3 separate regions of the Mus musculus genome follow, and regions 1 and 3 are each linked to region 2. Evidence: chromatin contacts called from public Hi-C and capture Hi-C data. All regions are on one chromosome and are shown on one strand. The core of a region is the stretch at or near the end of the contact, and the rest is flanking DNA. Distances in the headings are between cores, read along the strand shown. Region 1 holds the start of Gbp5 (guanylate binding protein 5). Region 2 holds the start of Gtf2b (general transcription factor IIB). Region 3 has its middle 85 kb from the start of 4930519L02Rik.

Region 1 (2,700 bases), core at 7-2,506, 270 kb before region 2:
ACTGGAGTGGAAGGCCATCCAATGCGCATGGATCAATACAGTTGTTATTGTGATAACGGTTAGGTTATTTTACCCAAAGTCACCAGTATAGGCGGTACCCACCATAAAGTCAAATGCTATTTCTGTCAAGCTTACAGGCAAGTGCAGTCTAAAGCGAGTATGCTTCCTTTTAGGAGAGTTAGACTCCAGAGAGCGTCAGAACAAAGTCCGCAAATATCCATGTACAACATTCAGCTTCTATATAACTGATCTTTATTGGCTACATATGACCAGACATTTCCTGAGTTTCCTTGTCCCAGTAGTGACAGCGTCATCTCCAGGACTTGTTAACATATTATTTTGGCTTGAATTCTAGACAAGTGAGATAGAAGATCTTTCTTGAAGCTCCGTTAAGGGAAGGCTATTTCTTCTTGGTAAAGCATAGCTATTTTATTGACCTATTTTAAAAAATTAGTTTAACCCACTCAGTGGCTTGAGTTTTGCTCAGAAGAATCGGACTTGGGTCACATCATCAGCAGATGTTCCAAACGGCACCAAACAGTATAAGATTAAAGCAGCTGCTTACAGCCTTTCTGTGACTGAGTCAGCTTGCTGGTGCAGTCTCTAACCCAGCAAGCGTGATTAGCTTTCTTTTCCTTTGCAATCTCTCCTTTCTGGTTTCCTGTACGGTTTGTCTGCTCTGCTAATTTTTTCCTCTCTCCAACTCCAAAAAAGTTATCCTCAGTTTTCCTAATTCTGTTCTTTATTTCTTTTATATATGGGATTCAAGAGTCCACAACATGACACCCTGAGTTCCTTGTTTAACCTACTACCAATGAAAACAACTTTTATCCTAAGTGGATGCAGAGACAATTGTAAGAAATGAGTCTTCAAATAGTACGTGAGGTTTCCCTTCAAAACAATTGTGATTCAAAACCATAAAAATTATCACCCTCGTTCAAAGGAATAAAATAAACAGCGCTTGAAACAATGACAAACGATGTCAACGTTCTCTTTCAGATTGTGGGCAACTTCTGGGAAATTAGTTCAGTGACATTCAAGCCTTCTGCTTTTGAAAATCCCCTTCAACTATACAGTCTGAACTTGTGTAGTTTCAATTTCAGTTTAGAGAACCCTTTTGCAGATTCCTGTTCTTGCGTTTCATAATCAAGTTCTCTCCCAGCTCTCTGGGAGAGGAAAGGAAATTCCCAGGGCTGGCCGTTATTTCTCAGAACCAAGCACAGATAAATAAGGGTGCAACGAGTTTGTCCTCTTGCAGAGTCCCGTTTGAAGCAGTGTTCTTACTGGCCCCTGCTCCCGCTCTTCAGTTTTTCTTAAGGTAAGACCTGGAGCAGGGGTGGGAAGAGACTGTTAGGAATTATTTTTTAGACTACTTTATCCAGGATGGGATGCATCCTAGCCTGGATGCTGGCTCAGCCCCATTAGAGATTAAACAGCAGTGTTCTCAGAGAAGCAGAATTCCTTGTCCAGCAGTCCGAGTGTTTATTCAGTGCCGTTATTGTTTCCTGTTAATGAGAGGGCAGAGTGTGAAGAGATTAAACTGAAAGGTAGAAATGACTTCCAACTGTTTATCTCCGCTTGTTCTAACTTCTTGGCATCCCTAGTTGCTGTTTAGAACAGAATCACCTCCAGAATAGCAGGCAACCATACTGTTTGCATGAACAATATAGCAGAGCATGAGCTGCGCAGTAAAAGGTCTGAGACTGGGGCTCTAACCAGCGCTCCCATTGTCGGGAAGTGAATTCCCAGACAGCAAGGCTCTATATGTGGGCCGATGCTTGTCCTCATTGGAGCTTGGGACAAATTCACAGCCAGAGCTGCGAGAGAGAGAGAGAGAGAGAGAGAGAGAGAGAGAGAGAGAGAGAGAGAGAGAGAGAGAGAGAACTCCAAGGCACACAGGAAGAGGTTTGCTGACAGCAGTGAGCATTTTCGCTGCACTGCCATCTCTTAAAGGTTCCGTGTTTGCTTTTCCTGGGCAGTCACTCACTTTTAAACCCCATTTGTGTTGGATTCTGTCTCTGCTACAATATTGTCTCTACCTTTATATGTTGACGAATCAAAAAATGACCTATTTGGCCGGTATGGTCTGGCTATGCGGATCGCTCCTGGGAACTCTTTTGACTTCTTGCTGTGTCCCGTGCCTCATGCATATCATACTTAAAGAACAGATAAGAATATAAACGCAAAAACTGAGCAAACACCAGAAGTTCATCTCCAGCACCTTTCAGTACTTTCAGATTTCTTGGTGACCTTCTTCCCTACAGTCCTCCCCTTGTGTGAACATTTCTCTTCTTCTCTTCTCTTCTCTTCTCTTCTCTTCTCTTCTCTTCTCTTCTCTTCTCTTCTCTTCTCTTCTCTTCTCTTCTTTTTTTTTATAATTATTTTATTTATGTGTGTGCCTGAGTGTATTTTAGTCCCCCAGGACTGGTGTTATAGGTAGTTGTGAGCCACCTGGTATGGGTTAAGGGAACAAAATCCAGGTCTACAAGAGCCTCAAGTGCTCTTAGTCACTGAGCCAATATCTCTAGCCCAACCCTCTACTGATATAAATGCATATTGATTTGGTTACGTCTGGCTTGTAGGAAGCAGAATTGTAGGGAAGACTTGAATGACATCATAATGCTACTCAGTTGCAAGGATGAGACTGGAAATCAATATTAAGTGGAACTTACAAATAAAAACCCGATTTTATCTAGTTTT
Region 2 (3,023 bases), core at 279-2,778:
TCACTATGAAGTCACAACAAGCTAAGATCAGCGAATCAAGCAAGGCGAACCAATTGCAGGAGCACTGTCCGCCGTCTGTTGGGTTATACTTATGCTCTTTCCAAACATATGTCCCCTCAAGCATCCGCCGTAGCAAAACATCACACGCCCTTTCACTAGGCAGTTTTCAGAAAAACACCCTGCGCCTGTTCTCGGCAAAACACCGTTACATAAGACAGTTTCCAGAAAAACATCACATGATACAACTGAGTCCCTAACAAAACCAGAAATTCCCACTTCAACAAATGTCTGCTTAATGGCATTTGATTTCCATTAACAAATAAAATGCTTACTGAGTTTTCATCTCAGTGGAAGACACCCAACTTGCAGTTACCTTAATTCAGACTTTGTTGGGAATGGTTTATTTACAAGAAAGTAGCACTGTTGCCTTAAGGTAAGAGGACGGGAGCTGAGACAAGGTCTTGTTCTGCAGGTCAGGCTGGCTTGGGATTCATGACCTCCCACCTCTGCACCCTAACTTCTAGAATTACAAGGGTGACCCCCAAGACCTGCCTTGTGAGGCCCTTGTATAGACGTTAGCTGTTTTATTACATTTCCTATACTCGGTTTTCAGTCAAATATTCGATGATGATTGGGGAACAACAACAACATGGGTCATAGCAGGGCTGTCTCTTGCAATTCTAGAAGGGTTTGTGAGCCAGATACCCTCCATGCCTACACTGTTGAGATAAAGGACATGTAGGAACTTTGAATCATGTTGGCCAATGACAGAGCTTGAATTGATACCTACTCCTGAAGACAACAACTAATTTCTCTTTTTATTCCAAATTCTTTAGTCAGGGCAAATGAGACATTCAATCAGATAGGGAAAACTGACTTGAAAATAAAGGAAAGGAATTTGGTGCGAGCGCTTTGCCCCTTTCAACCAACCTGGTTTCCTTGTGTGTTGGTTATTTTGTGTGTTTGTTTATTTAAAGGTGTTTTTTGTTTGAGACGAGGTCTAACTCCAGATCCTCCTACCTTCTTGGTGCAGGAATACTTGAGAGTATCACCCGAGGAGGCAACTCCCATTTTAATTTCCTCTGTTTGAGAGCTAGCTCAGGCGCAGCACATTCTGAGTCTTCTTGGGTTGATTTTTTGTTTTGATTTGTTTGAGACTGTGTGTGTCTGTGTCTGTCTGTCTGTCTGTCTCTCTCTCTTTATCTCTCTCTCCCTCCTCCTGGCTGTTCTGGAGCACCCTGTGTGGATCAGGTTCCTCTAAACTCACAGAGATCCTCCAGCCTCTGCCTCCGGAGATCAAAGGGGTGTGCTATCCCGCCAGGCTTTGAAGATTTTGCCAATCAACCAGCAGCCGGGAGCCACGCAGCAGCAGCGGAGACAACCAGGAAGTACACAGCCCGCGTCGTCAAGGACCGAGCGCTTTTTAGCCCTCCTCCCGACCCGTAGCCGCGCGGAGTGCGCGCGAGCGACTCGCGCATAAAAGCCCGGCTCGGGGCGTCTAGGAGCCAGTGCTGCTTCCTGCTTCGGACGGAGCTGTTGGCGGAGCCGCGAAGATGGCGTCGACCAGCCGGTGAGTGCAACGGCCTCGGAGCGAGTGGAGCAGGGCATCGCGGGGCCCAGGTTCCTCCAGAAGGCCGCCGCGGGTGTCCCTTACCCACCTGAGTCATCGCCGCCCGGGTTTGACCCTGCGGATCCGCACGGCCCCGGCCTCCGTCTCCGGACCCTTCAACCGTCTTTGTGTCATGTTGATGTTTTCTGTGTATTTTCTCCCTTACGGCCCATCCAGCCGGAGGGGGCTGAAACCCCGTTTCCGAAGAGCTGGAAAAGCGACGTTCCAGGTCCCTATCGATCTGACAACCGCAAAGTTGAGAAACGTCAGCATTGGTTGTCTGGTGGCAAAGGGTCGCTAGCCCAATGGCCCCCCCAGAAGTGGAAACGAAAGCACATACGGAGACTTGATTCATTCTCCTAAAAGACCCCCTGTCCCCACCCCGAAAAGTATCATTGCGTACTCTGAAGGAGATGCTGTCTGCAGAAAATTAATTACATATGCTGGAAGTCATTTTAAATGTATTTTTAAAACGTAGTTTGCTTAATATCTACAGGAAATGCGTGTTGTGACCGCAGAGACAGCCTTTAATCTTGTGACCTCCAAAATGCTTTGCAGACCCTAATTATATCTCTTGTAACCACTATGAGGTAGATATTAGTATACTGGCATATGTGTAAACTGAGTCATGCCAGCGTGTTGACCTTTCGCGGGCCACTATACCTATTCTGATTATCCGTCCACTGGTCTCCAGTTAACACAGAATGTACAGAAAGTATCAAATTAAGTTCTGTTCTTTTGGCACTTTTTTTTTTTTTTCGGAGGTGGTTACTATGTGTGGAATTGGTAAACGTCACCGGGGGAAGCCATTATTTACAGAAACTTGGCCTTTCTGGGAACCTCCAAGTCTGCTGTTTATTATAAAAAGTGGGAGGTGGGCATAGGAAGCCTCGTGAACTTCTTGCGTGGAAGCAATGGGCAATCTTGTTTACTGATTTTATGATTTAATTAGATTAATTATGATTTAATCATTCCATCTGGGTGTGGTTTTGTCACGTAAGGCTTCCTTGTAGCGACATAGGAACCTTCAGCTTCCCCAAATACTATTGAAATTTCCCATGGGTGATGTGTTCATATGTAGGCACAGCTTACCATCTTAGGGAAAAGGAACTCCTGTATTCTTGAAACACAAGTTGTAGTGTTTAAATAGTACACATAGTAAAATCACTGGTTACAGTTTTTAAACTTTTCTTCACTTAAAAAAATCCCTTGAAATTAATTTCTTTTCTGGACAGCTAGTGTTTGATTTTGAGTTAGTGGTCTCGAATCTTCTGTCTCCACCTTGAAAACTGTGGGGTTGTAGATCTGCCCGGCCCTCATCCAGCTCTTAAGTCTGTGTCATTCCTGTTGCTATCAAGTTTTGCCAGCAGTGTGAATAGAGAGAAGTTGCCTGAGAGTTTGTCATACCTTGAGG
Region 3 (2,777 bases), core at 10-2,509, 350 kb after region 2:
ATTGAAAGGGGATGAGCAGAAGATAGTGGCAGAATGGAATAGCGATGGGAATCAACTGACAAGGGTATTGAAGGATCAATAATAATCATCTCACATACTTAAAAGGGGTGAGGGTGAGAAAGGTCTAAAAAAACCAAAGGTCAGTGCTGGAACTGAGAATTGAAGCCACCAAAATTAAATGCTGGAATGAAAAGTCCAATGATTTAGTGAACATGAAAGTAGAACAGAGTCAGAGACAGCCTCCGCTCCAATTGGTAGGGGACCCACATGAAGACAAAGCTGCTACATACATATAGGAGCCTTAGGTCCATCCTCTGCGTGCTCTTTGGTTGATGGTTCAGTCTCTGTGAGCCCCCATGACCCAGGTGAGTTGACCCTGTAAGTCTTCTTGTGGTGTCCTTAACCTCTTCAACTTGTTCAATTCTGCCTCTGACTCTTCTCCACGACTCTCAAGCCCTGTGGCCTGATGTTTGGCTGTGCGTCTCTACATCTCTTTCCATCCATGGCTGAATGAAGCCCCCCAGGAGATACTTATGCTAGGTTCCTGTCTGCAAGCATAGCAGAGGATCATTAATGGTGTCAGAGATTGACTGATGTGATGTGTCTCAAGTTGGGCCATTTGTTGGTTGGCTTTTTTTTTTCTCAATCTCTGCTCCATTTTGATTCCTGAGCATCTTGTGGGCAGAGCAAATTTTGGGTTGAAGAATTTTTTAGGGGTGTCAATGTCTTCTTCCCTCTACTGGAAATTGCCCTTGCCCTAACTGGACTGCCTGGTTGGGCCTCAGTGGGAGAGGATGAGCTTAGTCCTACTGCAAATGGATGTCCCAGGGTTGTGTGGTACCTGACAGGAACTTCCCCTTTGCTGGGGAGAAGGGAGGGGTGCTGAGGGGAGAGATTTTGAACTTCGGTAGGGGCAGGGGCAGCGATTGGGAGGTAAGTGAATAAATAAATTAATTAATAAAGAATTACTCATTTATCTTAGATTTAAAATAGTATGCAGAGCCATGGGGACCTTGGAATTCTAACACCTACCCATTGGTTAAGCCAGGCCCTGGAAAGAGAAGAAGGAAAAATATGGATGAACTTTTCTCAGGTTTGGCAAAAGCAGAAAATGAATAAAACTTACAAAAAGAGTTAACCCCAAACAGAAGGATCGCAAAGAAATCCAAGCCAGCCATGTAAGAAGCAGCCTCAGTGAGCGGATTGCTGCATGACTCGTGGGAGTTCAGGAGCACATGCAGGGAATCCTCAGGGACTGCATAGTCTAGAAACAGGAACTGTTTCTCTGGCAACCTTTTGAATTGCTTTATTGTTATTATATTCTCTAGCTCACTAAACCCTGTGAAATGGTACTGTCTTAGTTTCTTTTTATTTCCTCTCACAATTTGAGTGGACCGTCCATTCTGGTGGGGAAATCAAGGCATCAGGAAATTGGAGTAGCTGACCACATCTCATCCGCAGTGAGGAGAGCTGTGGATATGGGCCTGCCCACAACTAAATGGGACTTCCGAAATCAAGTAACGCTCTCAAGATGATTTGCCCTGGGTATTGGCAGATATCTACGTCCCAACAGATTCTATATTCTGTCAAGTCAACAGTTAACACTAACTGTCACAGCTACCCAATCGTCACTGGGAACATATTTACAAACCAATGTTTAATGACTTAAAATTTATAAATACACACATCAAAGATCTGATGAGTAAATAAGTAAGGGAAAACGAATAACAGAAACAAGTGTTTGATTATTTTTATGTAGTTGTGAGGAAGAGGCATCCTACCTGTGTAAGATGACTCTAATTTTTTGATTTTTTTTTGTTTAAAATATGTCTTCTTTAAGAATGTTTTGCCTAGCCTAAAATCACATGCATATTTTTCTTATTTTCTGTTAGTTGAGTATTTTTGATTACAGATATATCAGGTTCTAGAATAAATTTTAACTTTCAGTCTTCAAAGATCTACATACACCTTCTGGGGTCCTGTGGAGAAGGTCACACCCTCAATACCAGTGTGGTTTACTCTGGCAAGCGTGGCACATGGGAACTGCAGAGGTATACTTATGTCACAGAGGTCATTGTTTTGTTTTGTTTTTAAATGACATTTTAGTGTGTGTGTGCATATGTGTGTGTGTGCATGCATATTCCATGGTGTATGTGTTGATGTCAGAGGGAGTTGGAGTCCGTATTTTCCTTCTTCTGTGAGACCTAGGAATTGAACTCAGGAAGTCAGGCTTGACAGCAAGCGTCTTTATTCAATAAACCATCTCACCAGACCCTGTGCAGAGTTTCTTTAGGCACATTTTGAAAAGCACTAGTTTTGTGCTGGAATACTAGATATTATTTAAAACATTATATGAAAAAATGATACTCATGCAGGCATGTAGAAATTGTGAGTTTTTTAGTTCTTGTAGCATGGTTGGATGTCAGAGGCCTTGAAATGCTTTGAGAATATAGACTTATAATTTTTTTATTTGAATAGTGCTTTCTCTTGCCGTCAAGCTCGCATCTGAGTGAAGGGATGGTCTGATAATGTTCTCTAGGTAGCTATGAGGCATTTTGATCTGCCCCTTCCCATTTTGCAAAGTGAAGGTTAGTATGTTCCTATGCATGCGTTTCTCCCTCGAACTTCCCCAAATGTGCATCAGTGTAGAGCCTTGGTTCCACACAGTGCTACAACCAGGAGACTACAGCTTGTTTGTACCATCAACCAAGTGCTTGTGTGTATCTGAGATGATTTTATCTTTTTGCTATGGCCACAATACAGTCTCATATTTTATA

Evidence for each region. A called contact is a pair of places that touch in the nucleus more often than the background predicts. Capture Hi-C pulls out chosen DNA fragments and counts their contacts.
Region 1: a contact with region 2 is called in a capture Hi-C map of macrophages, with 2.7 times the contacts expected there. The contact joins the promoter of Gbp5 here to the promoter of Gtf2b in region 2. A contact is called at or near these places in 15 of 39 promoter capture datasets (the 3T3-L1 cell line, 3T3-L1-derived adipocytes, the C10 cell line and 8 more), 1 of 15 datasets of contacts at CTCF or cohesin (embryonic stem cells), 14 of 484 Hi-C or Micro-C datasets (B cells, the BV-2 cell line, CD4 T cells and 7 more), 3 of 115 datasets of contacts at active chromatin or transcription factors (bone marrow-derived macrophages, effector CD8 T cells and memory CD8 T cells) and 3 of 9 other capture datasets (adipose tissue, liver and macrophages).
Region 3: a contact with region 2 is called in a Hi-C map of olfactory sensory neurons, with 1.8 times the contacts expected there. The contact joins the enhancer-like site here to the promoter of Gtf2b in region 2. A contact is called at or near these places in 3 of 39 promoter capture datasets (the C10 cell line, the HPC-7 cell line and embryonic stem cells) and 3 of 484 Hi-C or Micro-C datasets (embryonic stem cells, granulosa cells and olfactory sensory neurons).

What each region holds. Positions count from the first base shown.
Region 1 is chr3:142,495,678-142,498,377 of GRCm38.p6, forward strand. Gbp5 (guanylate binding protein 5) reads left to right here and starts at 1,257. Exons shown (of 11, transcript NM_153564.2): 1 at 1,257-1,318.
Region 2 is chr3:142,763,719-142,766,741 of GRCm38.p6, forward strand. Gtf2b (general transcription factor IIB) reads left to right here and starts at 1,529. Exons shown (of 7, transcript NM_145546.1): 1 at 1,529-1,570. The coding sequence starts at 1,554.
Region 3 is chr3:143,114,487-143,117,263 of GRCm38.p6, forward strand. No RefSeq gene overlaps it. Among named protein-coding and RNA genes, the nearest start is that of 4930519L02Rik, 85 kb to the left of the region's middle. Within about 2 kb of position 1,260, at least 4 of the 459 cell types and tissues checked have an H3K27ac peak or open chromatin away from gene starts, as enhancers often do. A contact at or near this core is called in olfactory sensory neurons, where this site is marked.